2 separate regions of the Sus scrofa genome follow, and region 2 is linked to region 1. A link is a contact called in public HiChIP or PLAC-seq data. All regions are on one chromosome and are shown on one strand. The core of a region is the stretch at or near the end of the contact, and the rest is flanking DNA. Distances in the headings are between cores, read along the strand shown. Region 1 overlaps XRCC2 (DNA repair protein XRCC2). Region 2 overlaps KMT2C (histone-lysine N-methyltransferase 2C).

Region 1 (5,282 bases), core at 1,892-4,391:
ACACCACAAAATGTTGTTTCAAAGTGTATGCAAATCACCAACATCCTCTTCAGAAGAAGGACTAACTGAAAAGTTTCTCCAATTGCTTTCTCTTACTGCCACTGCTCAACATATTGCAGAATCCTCCTCTTGGGAATTCCTCCTTAGCATTCAAAAATTATTACAATTGTATTGACACGGCTCTCAGGCAAAGATGGTATTACTCCTCTTACCAAACTGGCTGACTCTGCCAATGTGCATCTGACTTTCCACTATTATTAAAAAGTCAAATTCGGCAGAACCTTCCTGCTACCCGCTTGCATCTCTCACAAGTGTCCCATCCTAATAAATCTATTTCTCGCCTATCAAAAAAAAATCAAATTCATTTTCAAAGGATGAAAACCATCTATCACTGAGAAATTTCAAAACAATGTGGGTTTTTTTTGGGGTGGGGGGTTGTCTTCTTAGGGCCACACTCAAGGCACATGGAGGTTCCCAAGCTAGGGGTCGAATTGGAGCTATAGATGCCAGCCTACACCACAGCCATAACAACATGGGATCTGAGCCACATCTTCGACCAACACCACAGCTCACAGCAACGACAGATCCCCAACTCACTAAGCGGGGCCAGGGATTGAACCCATGGATACTAGCTAGATTCGTTTCTGCTGCGCCACAAACTCCCTCAAAACAATGTTTCACAATGTCCAAAATAGGGCATACTGAATGGAGGGAGTGGAAGTACCTCCTAGATCTTGGAAATAGATGAGCCCTTAAAAATAAATGGGTAATATTAATAATTTAAGGAAGTCACTTAATGGGATGAAGTATCTTCTAAACCTAAGCAAAAAAAAAAAAAAAAAACACCTAAAAAATGTAGCATAAGACTGTTAGATAAAATGAATGATGTTGTTCAGATCTGAGGAATGAGTTGAAAGCAGATATAATCAATCTGGAGTTTCTGCAGACAGAGTCAGTTAAGCCAGGGTAAAGGGAACCCAAGTTCTGCTTGACAGACAGTTTAATCCTTTCAGGGAGGATTAACGCATCAGGCAAACAGAGCTTGGTGACAGTAGCTATTAAGATAATTCAACTAGTTCTCTGGATTCTCTAAGCAACATTTCTGAGCCCAAATTTCCTAACTGGAAAAGAATACACAGCGGACACAACAATTTTAGTCTACTTGGCAGTTTCACTAATATTGTAAATTAACAGATTTGGCATTTGGTTTGCAAATCAGTATCTGCTAAGTTTTATTATCATAACAATAGCTATGTAATAATAGCTACTATTTGTACTTGCTGTAGCATCAGTGGTACATAATTTATATACATTATCTGTTTTAATTGCCACATTAACTCTATTTGTTATCATTCTTTTTTCAGATGAGAAAACTAGTGGATGCCAGAGTCAGGATTTAACTGAGGTCTCCTTGGCTCCCCTCGCCTGGAATTCTTTCCCTGGGCTATAGAGCCTCACAGTCAGTATCTCTGAGTCTGACAAATCCACAGACACGGGTTTTTGGACCTGCTCAGCTGAAGAGCTAACTCGTCTGCCGGCCTCTCTCAATCATTCCCCCTAACACCACAAGGAGCCCCACATGTTCTCAACAGCAACGTCAGTACCGGAGCAAGTATACAGCCTGCAAAAGGGGTGATTCTCAATTACACAGAAGTTCACTGGTAAACCTTCAGGCAAGTCAGGGGTATTCAATGCTGGGGACAAATGGATACAGCCAACACCATTCCTAGTCCCAAAGAATTTAACAGAGAGAGTCAAAAGGTGAAAACAAGTACACGACAGCAGGTGCTAAATAGAAATAAACATGCGGGAGTTCCCGTCGTGGCGCAGTGGTTAACGAATCCGACTAGGAACCATGAGGTTGCGGGTTCGGTCCCTGCCCTTGCTCAGTGGGTTAATGATCCGGCGTTGCCGTGAGCTGTGGTGTAGGTCGCAGACGCGGCTCGGATCCCGAGTTGCTGTGGCTCTGGTGTAGGCCGGTGGCTACAGCTCCGATTCAACCCCTAGCCTGGGAACCTCCATATGCCGCGGGGAGCGGCCCAAGAAATAGCAACAACAACAACAACAACAGCAACAACCAAAAAAGACAAAACACACACACACAAAAAAAAATGAAATAAACATGCGGCCCTGTGGCGGCAAAAAAAGGGAGAGTCAATTCTAACGTGTGCGAGAGACACCTTTAATTTTTGAAGGAGTCAGCATACAGTTCTTTCGGGGACATACAAAACATTCACTGTTAGAGAAACACTCTACTTCTTTCCACCTGAAATGGCCTTTCCCCGTTCTCTCCACTGAATTCCCGAAGGCGCAGGCTCCAGACCAAATGGAAGTTCCACACCTTCCTCGAGGCCACCGCCTCCACCAAGCTACTCGTGCCCTGGAGAACACGTCACCAGCCAGTCTCCCTCGGCCGGACCGGACGGAAGAGCTTAAAAGGAAAGCATCTGTCGAGGCTCCTCCAACTCCAAACGCTTTACATTGGGCAGAAACTCAGCAGCTGTCTGCTCAGTTGAAGGTAACAACAGGTCACAGGTGGACAGCCTTGGATGAAGGATGGAGAGTAAAAGAGAACCTCCAATATACCGATGTTCACATCTGGACACTCAACGCAAATATCTACCAAACAAAAGCCCACGAGGATTCTCACAGCTATTATCGAAGTTCTTACTACTCATTAACAAAAGTCTATTTCACAGGCAATCCTATACCTTCAGTGCCTGTCGAGGAGAAAACATATAATACAGATGTTCTAAAACATCATTTGATTACGAAAATCCTTATGCTGGAGCAGGAAGGAGCACTTAAAGATCAAATTAACCAGAAATGAATGACATTAAGACAAACATGTATATCATTGTTTTGGCTAAATGCTCATTTCCCCTGACCTTTTGAGATTAAATCTGTCTGCAGACAGACCCCAGTAGCAAGGTTTCAAATCGGTTCAGTATAAAAGTCTACCTAAGAAGTCAACATTCTAAACCAAATATTCCCACCCCTGCCCCCAAACAGGCCTGGATTTTCACCTACAAACTGAATACAATTCTTAGTAGTTTTACTACAGAAATGCAGAGAAATTCACTCCAGGCAAAGACGTGTAACTATAACACAGAGAAAGTAAAAGAGGAACTAGAATGAGGAGGAAGGCAGGGAAATCAGCAGCTGGGTTAACATGCACGTGACCAAGGCAAACTCTGGCCCTTGTCATGGTCGTCCCTCATATTAAAGGACTAATTCTTTTCCACTTGCGAAGTTAGGCTCCTCTGCCACTTAGAAAATTCAACTGCCCTTCAGGGCAGAGTACTAGGCCTGGCTCTCCATATTGCTTTTGTCTAAATTGTATGGAAAAGACAACTGTTATTCAAATACCAAATAGTAAAATCCCATCGTTTCTAAGTATATTCCCTGAAGAGTTACTGCCTTTTTAACTAATATTTTGTAAAAAGTGATCATCCTATAAGAAGAAAAGGAAAATATATATATAAAAAGTCAAGCAAAAACTACTCTATGTACCCAAGCCAAATTTCTAGCAGAATTTATAAGGATTAAGTTTTAAATTTGTGACATCCCACAAATTAGTAATTGCATTAAATGTATACTTAAGATTTCACTAGGAATTTTTACCAGACTGTGCTCCAAAACTTCATTTTGACAGAAAAATCAACTGCACTCAAGATCCCAGAAAGAGACAACAAAGCACAGAATCAAAACTGCAGCTTAATGTTGCAAGAAGCGCACACACTCACGAGTGCACATGCATACACACACACCCGTCCCCGATCCTCTTGTATGTGAGGAGAGCCCCTCGAGAAACACTCCTGGTGGATTCTCCCAGCCTGCCATCCGCTGTTCCCCAGGAAGGTGAGATTTTTCCAGTGGGTTCTTCTGAGAGCAGGAACTAGACACACCTTGAGCAGCCCCTCCCTGGGTCTTGACAGTGCGCCCACCTGCAGCAAGTACCTACACGTCCTGCTCCTTCGGGTCTAGTAGGAGGGGCACTTAGAAATGAGCATCCAGCAGCAGAAAGGTCGATGACAACTTCGACAGGAGCAGCTTTAGTGGAAGATGGAGGCAGGAGCCAGATATGGTGGGCTGAAGAGGGAGTGAGACAGGAGGTGCAGGCACGGGGCACAAATAACTGCTCTGCTGAGAAGTGAGAGGGTGGGGCTGGATGGAGTTCTGATGTCCAGGGAAGTTTTACTGGTTTGTTTTTATTGTTCCATGTTAGGATGCTGATGGAAATGACCGGTAAAAAGCTTGCAGATGCAGCAGACAAAGAAGAACGGTTTTAGGATTGGGACGATGGTAGCAGTGACGTCGCTGATGGGAGGAGGGACATGGTGGGGAGGAGATGGCATCCACAGCACAGTGGAGAGGCCGCCCTTTCTTAGAAGCAAAAATATTTCTTTTACTTTACAAGAAGAATTCAGAGAAAACAAGTACATACACTTTTATAAATACAGACTTGATGAAACTCCTGAAAAAGCAGGAGTTTCTATATTACTTTAAAGTAGACTTCAGGGCAAAGAAAATGACCAGAGACAAAGAGGGACACTACAGAATGATAAAAGGATCAGCCTACGAGGAAGACACACATACCTAAATGTATACATAGCAGAGTCTTAAAAAAACATGAAGCGAGACTCATACAGATGAAAGGGAAAAAAACAGACAAATTCACAATTACAGCTGGAACTTCAAAACCCACTTCTCAGCAACCAGGTGACTTACTGGAAGATCTGGACAACACAACCAACGGGATCCAGCTCACACACGGAACGCTCTGCCCAACAAGAGCAGAATGTACCTTTTGTTCAAATGCCCGTGCAACATTCATCAAGACAGATCACATCCTGGGTCATAAAACAAACCTCAATAAATTTACAAGAACTGAAATCATACAGAGTGTGTTTGACCATAATGGAGACAAACTAGAAATCAGTAACAGACAACAGAAGAAAAAAAAAAAGAGTTTCTGTGAATTCTTGTTTTTTTCAATGACACATAAAGCAAGGCAGAGAGAGGGGAAGAGGAGGAAGGCATAAAATGTATCATTAAATGATTACCGGACACCAAGTGTGGGGTAAACATTGTTCTAAATCCTGAGACTTAAAGGAGTAAATCCAAAAGAGAACAAAATCTGGAATGGCTCGGGATCCTGAAACGGCAGGGGTGGGAGGAACACAGCACGTAAACAACACAAGACCCAACACAAGACCACAGAGGCGCGTCAGGAAGAATAAACTGGGCAAAGGAACCAAGACCCCCAGTAGGAAGGACCT
Region 2 (5,804 bases), core at 1,554-4,053, 300 kb before region 1:
AGATTCAATCACATTAAATGTATATAGCCTAAACACCACAAATAAAAAAGCAAAGATTGTCAAATTTGAATTTTCAAAGACCTGCCTGTAATAAACACACATTACACAAAAAATACAAAGAGATTAAAATAATAGGATGAGATAATATATACCATAGTTATACTAGTCAAAAGAAAGCTAGACTGGATATGTTAATAATGGACAAGTAGATTTCAGAGTTAAATACAGGATTTTTCTGTTACAGTCAAAAGTGTCTTTATCAATAGCTTTCCCCTGATCAAAGTTACAAAATTCCTTTATATAACCACTAGAGCACCTATCACAGCCTCCTTATGATGCAGAATGCCTAATGCTATAAACTAAAAAGCACCTACTATAATTCTTTTTTTTTTTTTTTTTTTTGTCTCTTGTCTTTTCAGGGCCACACCTGCGGCATATGGAGACTTCCAGGCTAGGAGTCGAATCAGAGCTACAGCTGCCAGCCTGCACCACAGCCATAGCAACGCCGGACCCGAGCCACATCTGCGATCTACTCCACAGCTCACGGCAACACCGGATCCTTAACCCACTGAGCGAGGCCAGGGATCAAACCCGCAACCTCATGGTTACTAGTCGGGTACATTAACCACTGAGCCACAACGGGAACCATAATTCTACAGAGAGCAATATGCTGAAAGTGAGACACAATAAAAAATAAAAGAAAAACAAAACAAACAAAGAAATTGAGACACAAACCAATTCTATTGCTGGGCACAAAAGGGTTGTAACATAGCATGCCTGAGACCGTTATTATTAGAAAGGCCTGTGTGCATAGCTGGCATCTGGGAAGCTAGATTTGAGGAGGATTCCCAATGGCTGCCTATGTGACACGACAACGCCCCGCGGTTCCCTATGTGACACGGACATGTCCTGTGGTTCCCCATGTGACAAGGGCAGGTCACTGCGCCTAGTCCATCCTTCTGGTAGGTGCTGGGCAGAGGTGCCTACATGACCACCCCCAGCAAAGATCTCGCGCTCCTCAGGGCAGAAGCATCACACACATGTTGCTGTATTTACACTGCTGGAGGAAGACCACCTAAGGAAGCCTACACATGGATTCCTTTTTCCTTTTTTGGTTGCCCCACGGCATATGGAGTTTCCAGTTCAGGGATCAGATCCGAGCCGCAGTTGCGATCTAAGCCACAGCTGCAATAATGCCGGATACTTAACCCACTGTGCCAGGCCAGGGATCAAACCTGTGTCCACAGCACTCCAGCGACACCACCAATCCTGTTGCAGGAACTCCTGCACATGGATTCTTTGAGACTTTTCTAGGATATATCCTTGCCAAATCAAAGACTTCTTGATCTTGGGCTTAGCCAAAATTACAACTCGATGCTCAGTCCCAGGAGTCCCACTTAGTCCCAAGGGGGCGGTGGTCTTGTGGGTCCCCAGCACAGACAGAGAATTCTTAGAGGTGACTGTTTCCTTCCTCTTAAAATACTAGAGGGCAAAATGAAGGGAATATACTTTGATAATTATTTGGTTTTCACTGTGAAGCACGAGGATTATATATAAAAACAACAACACAGTATTCCTAAGAAAGGTACGTGGAGATCATCTTACATAAAGATACAAACCACATCTTAAGTGACCTTATAAAACTACTTTCAGTTGGAGTTCCCTTCGTGGCACAGTGGAAACAAATCCCACCAGGAACCATGAGGTTGCGGGTTCAATCCCTGGCCTCCCTCAGTGGGTTATGAATCTGGCATTGCCATGAGCTGTGGTGTAGGTCGCAGATGCAGCTCAGATCTGGTGTGGCTGTGGCTGTGGTGTAGGCTGGCCGCTGTAGCTCCAGTTAGACCCCTAGCCTGGGAACCTCCATATGCCGTGGGTGTGGCCCTTAAAAAGCACCCAAATAACCCACAAAACTACTTCTCGTTGGTTAGAGGACAGGTGTGGAGAGAGACTTTGGCTGTACATTGTTAATCTTTTTAAACAGAAATTACTCTGACATTCCATCGCTTATCTATATGCCTGATGTGTACTCCAACCTTATCATAGAAAAGCTATTTTCTTCTCTTTTTCAGTCAATGAAAAGAACCCAAAATATTTAAAAAAAAAAACACACAACTCTCTTGCAGAACTAAGTTGGCTTTTACACAAAAACAAGTGGCGCGAGAGCAGAATATTACCACAGAACTGAACAATGGGGTTGCAGCCTGGGATGAGGGAGAAGGAAACACAAGAAATTAACCATCCGAAGTGGCAGACACTGTAAGTAATGTTTTCATGTTTCACTTTTAAAGTAAGACTGAACATTTCATTCAGAACGAGTTAAAAGAACAGAAATATATATGGGAAGTTTTAGAGGTTATTTCTTTGGGGGGCAATGAGCAAAGTGCCAGAAAGAGGAGCTTTAGGTAAATAAATGATCAAACATTTGTAAATTCACGATTTAAGTATTCTCTTGGTAACAGTCAAATTACCCAGATTTCCAAGGGGTTGGCAGCACCCCCAAAGGCGCAAGAGAGAAACACTGTTACCTTTCCTGAAACACAGGTTCACCCTGAGTGTACTCTTCAATCTACCAAAAGACAAACTCCCCCTGGAAAAACTGAGAAACAACCCGAGGGAAAGCCCAGAAAAACGGAACGGCTTGATAACGACTGGCACTTAACCCCTGCGGAAATACAGTACATGTTCTGGTTTCTGAATGGGAGGAACAGGACGGTCGACCTCAGCGGTGCTGGCCCTGAGCGGCGGACAGTCCCGAGCAGCGCGTGTCCAGGAGCGGCCACTAGGTGCCAGCAGCGCACTCCTGTCCACTGGAGCCCAAGCATTCCGTACTGCCCTCTACTGGGACGGTCCATTCACAGAAACGACTCCAGTGTGTGCCAGGCAGTTTGTCAGGCACCAGAGGTCAAATCACAAGCCAACATAGACAGGATCCATGCCCTCACGAGGCCTATAGCCCTGGCTGGGAGACCCATAATAATGAATACAGAAACAACGCAAGTGCCATAAAGGAGAGATACGTATCCAATAAAATAATAATGTATACTAAGGACACATGCTCAAATGTGTACATAAAGAGGTAAACAACCCAAAAGTTGAGGGAATATGGAGATCCCTCCCCTTGCTGCCGCCAGGCTTTATTATCTTGTTCTTTTCCATCTTGTTAGAATGAACAGTCCTATTCCAGCTTCAATTTATTTCAGTATCTGTCACAGCTTTTTGTAAAAAAAAAAAAAAAAAAAAAAAAATCATTCGCACAAAATAAGATCTAAACAGAAGCACATATTTCTACAACCATTTTTCAATCCCAACCAAAAGTATCAAAAATTTAGCCAGTAGACTGTCACCTGCCATAGTCAAAAGTATTAATTTTCAATAAATGAGTTTAAAACAAAGAACTCTCAGAATATTTTAGACAGATCAGGAAATGCTAAGATTTACGGCAACAAATGTGAAAATATTTTTGTTGTTTGTTTCTTTACAAACTTTCATTGCTTCTGGCAATAAAATATAATATAAATAGTTCCAAACAACTATTTTCAAAATGTTCAACCCCCAGCACGTTTCCTTGAAAAGTCTTTTACACCATCATTGTTTATCTTGAATGTCCCCTTTATCTTGAAGATGAAATGTTTATTTTCTTTGAAAAGAGAGGTGGGATATATCCTAATACATTCGGCCACGTGTCCTCCTAACAAAGCCAAGAGCGTTCTGACATCTGTCCTTTGGGAAAACAAAAGCCTGTTCTAAGTCCTCAGCACTTTTACAAACGCTGCCCCTGGGGAACCTCTGGAAATAGCCAAGATCTTCCCCGTCACACTACTCTACCCCCAGCACGTGAGGAGAACTCTAAAGATTCACCCGACTCCAGAGGGGGTTTTGGACAATTATAAATTCATAAACTTGGATCGAAGCTGACCACACCGGTGACCTCCCTTCACACTGGCACTGACTCGTGACTTCTTTCTCCTAACTATGAACGACTCCATGGATGACCTTCAGGGCCACTCAGTTAGGCTACACATTTATTGGGGAATGATCAAAAGAGAAAACGACCCCATTCAGAATGGCACTACTATCTGGAAAGAAGACAGAGACGGGCAGAGAAGTGATGGGGCTTGACCTACACCACGCGTGTATTTACCTATTGATTTATCAGTGTGGATCATTCCACAGATAGTAACGCAATACTATCACTCTTTTTTTGGTTATTGCTCAAACTGGGCAACTCTTAGGAGCTCCTTCAGGCTGGCTTCTGTGCTTTCTTGTTCAACTACATGCCTGATTTCAGAACTGCCTCACTTTCTTGCATTTCCCTGCACCATGAACCACTTTTCACAGAGCCCTGGTCTCTTCTATTGGAGAACATGGGTGAGAAACCAAGATCTGAGCACTGGGTGTGCTCACGGCTACTAGAGGTCACGGCTTCCAAGGGGACAGAGCTAGGAGATAAACACATGCATACCTGTACACATACCTATACGTCTGTATCTGCCCATATAAATATTAACAACCCTGAGTTCATATTGCTACTCCTATTTCACTCCAACACCACAAAATTCATTTTTGCCTTTCCTTATTTGCAGCTCCTTTCTCTAGCCTTAAAAACCTACTTCTGGGAGTTCCCATTGTGTCTCAGTGGTTAACAAACCCGACTGGCATCCATGAGGATGTGGGTTCGATCCCTGGCCCCACTCAGTGGGTTAAAGATCTGGTGTTGCTGTGAGCTGTAGTGTAGCTCGCAGATGAGGCTGGATCTCGTGTTGCTGTGGCTGTGGTGTAGGCCGGCAGCAGCAGATGCAATTGACTCCTAGTCTGGGAACCTCCATGTGCCGCATATGTAGCCCTAAAAAGACAAAAGACCAAAAAAGTAAAATACCATAAGATAAAATACACAAAGCCTACTTTTCACTGTCTACCATACACTTTCTTGTTCAACTACATGCCTGTTTTCAGAACGGCTAAGCGTCCCTGTGAGAAATACATTTACTTGCTAGACTGCACATGTATGAGCTGCTCTTGTCCCTTCAACTTTACGGGTATCCAGTCACGACACTGCTGGCTTTCCAGGTGCTGAGTTCCTTCCCTACTCCCTTCAGTGTGAATTCTGCTACTCCGTTTTGGGTTCTCCCAATGCCCAGATGGTTGCAACTGTTTATTTAGGGGGTAGGTGAAATGTTTCTGTGGCTCCAAGAGTCAGAGCTGTGCAAAGACCTATCTGAGAAGTGCTGCCATGCCTCATCCCTGCAGCCCCGATTCTGTTCCCATCTTCTTTACACTGCTTTCTGACCCACCTTCCATAGGTAACCAATCTCTTGTTTCTTGTTTACCCTTCCTTTATTCTTGTCCACAGATGGGCATGTGTACGTATATTTTCTTCCATCTCACTCCTTCCTACATAAACGCTGCCCACCATAAACGGGCATATGTACTTTTTCTTCCACTTCCAAGTATATATTGGAAATGACTTCCCACTAGTTCATAAAGATACCCCTCAGCCTTCTTACAGCTGCACCATACTCCGTGTATGAATCAAATCACAGTTTACTCAACCATTCCATTCTGGGTGCTCATTCAGGTGGTTCCTAATATTTTACAAATTAAACAATGTTGCAATTATTAACTTTTAACAGCACATGTTTTCTTCTTTAATTGGGGGAGTATTTTTAGGACAGATTCTCAAAAAGGTCAAAAGATAAGCACCTCCGGAGTCTATTAGGCGTTGTCAAATGTCCCTCCAGAAGACATGTACAATCTGCATTCCCACCAACGAGGTGTAAGAGTGCCTATTTCCCCACAGCTTT

Evidence for each region. HiChIP or PLAC-seq counts read pairs in DNA pulled down with a chosen protein or histone mark.
Region 2: a contact with region 1 is called in an H3K27ac HiChIP or PLAC-seq map of alveolar macrophages. The contact joins two enhancer-like sites. A contact is called at or near these places in 4 of 5 promoter capture datasets (fetal liver, fetal skeletal muscle, liver and 1 more) and 1 of 2 datasets of contacts at active chromatin or transcription factors (alveolar macrophages).

What each region holds. Positions count from the first base shown.
Region 1 is chr18:4,812,165-4,817,446 of Sscrofa11.1, reverse strand. The region is part of intron 1 of XRCC2 (DNA repair protein XRCC2); the gene reads right to left. Among named protein-coding and RNA genes, the nearest start is that of XRCC2, 6.4 kb to the right of the region's middle. Within about 2 kb of position 3,141, at least 3 of the 83 cell types and tissues checked have an H3K27ac peak or open chromatin away from gene starts, as enhancers often do. A contact at or near this core is called in alveolar macrophages, where this site is marked.
Region 2 is chr18:5,110,745-5,116,548 of Sscrofa11.1, reverse strand. The region is part of intron 7 of KMT2C (histone-lysine N-methyltransferase 2C); the gene reads right to left. Among named protein-coding and RNA genes, the nearest start is that of KMT2C, 120 kb to the right of the region's middle. Within about 2 kb of position 2,803, at least 9 of the 83 cell types and tissues checked have an H3K27ac peak or open chromatin away from gene starts, as enhancers often do. A contact at or near this core is called in alveolar macrophages, where this site is marked.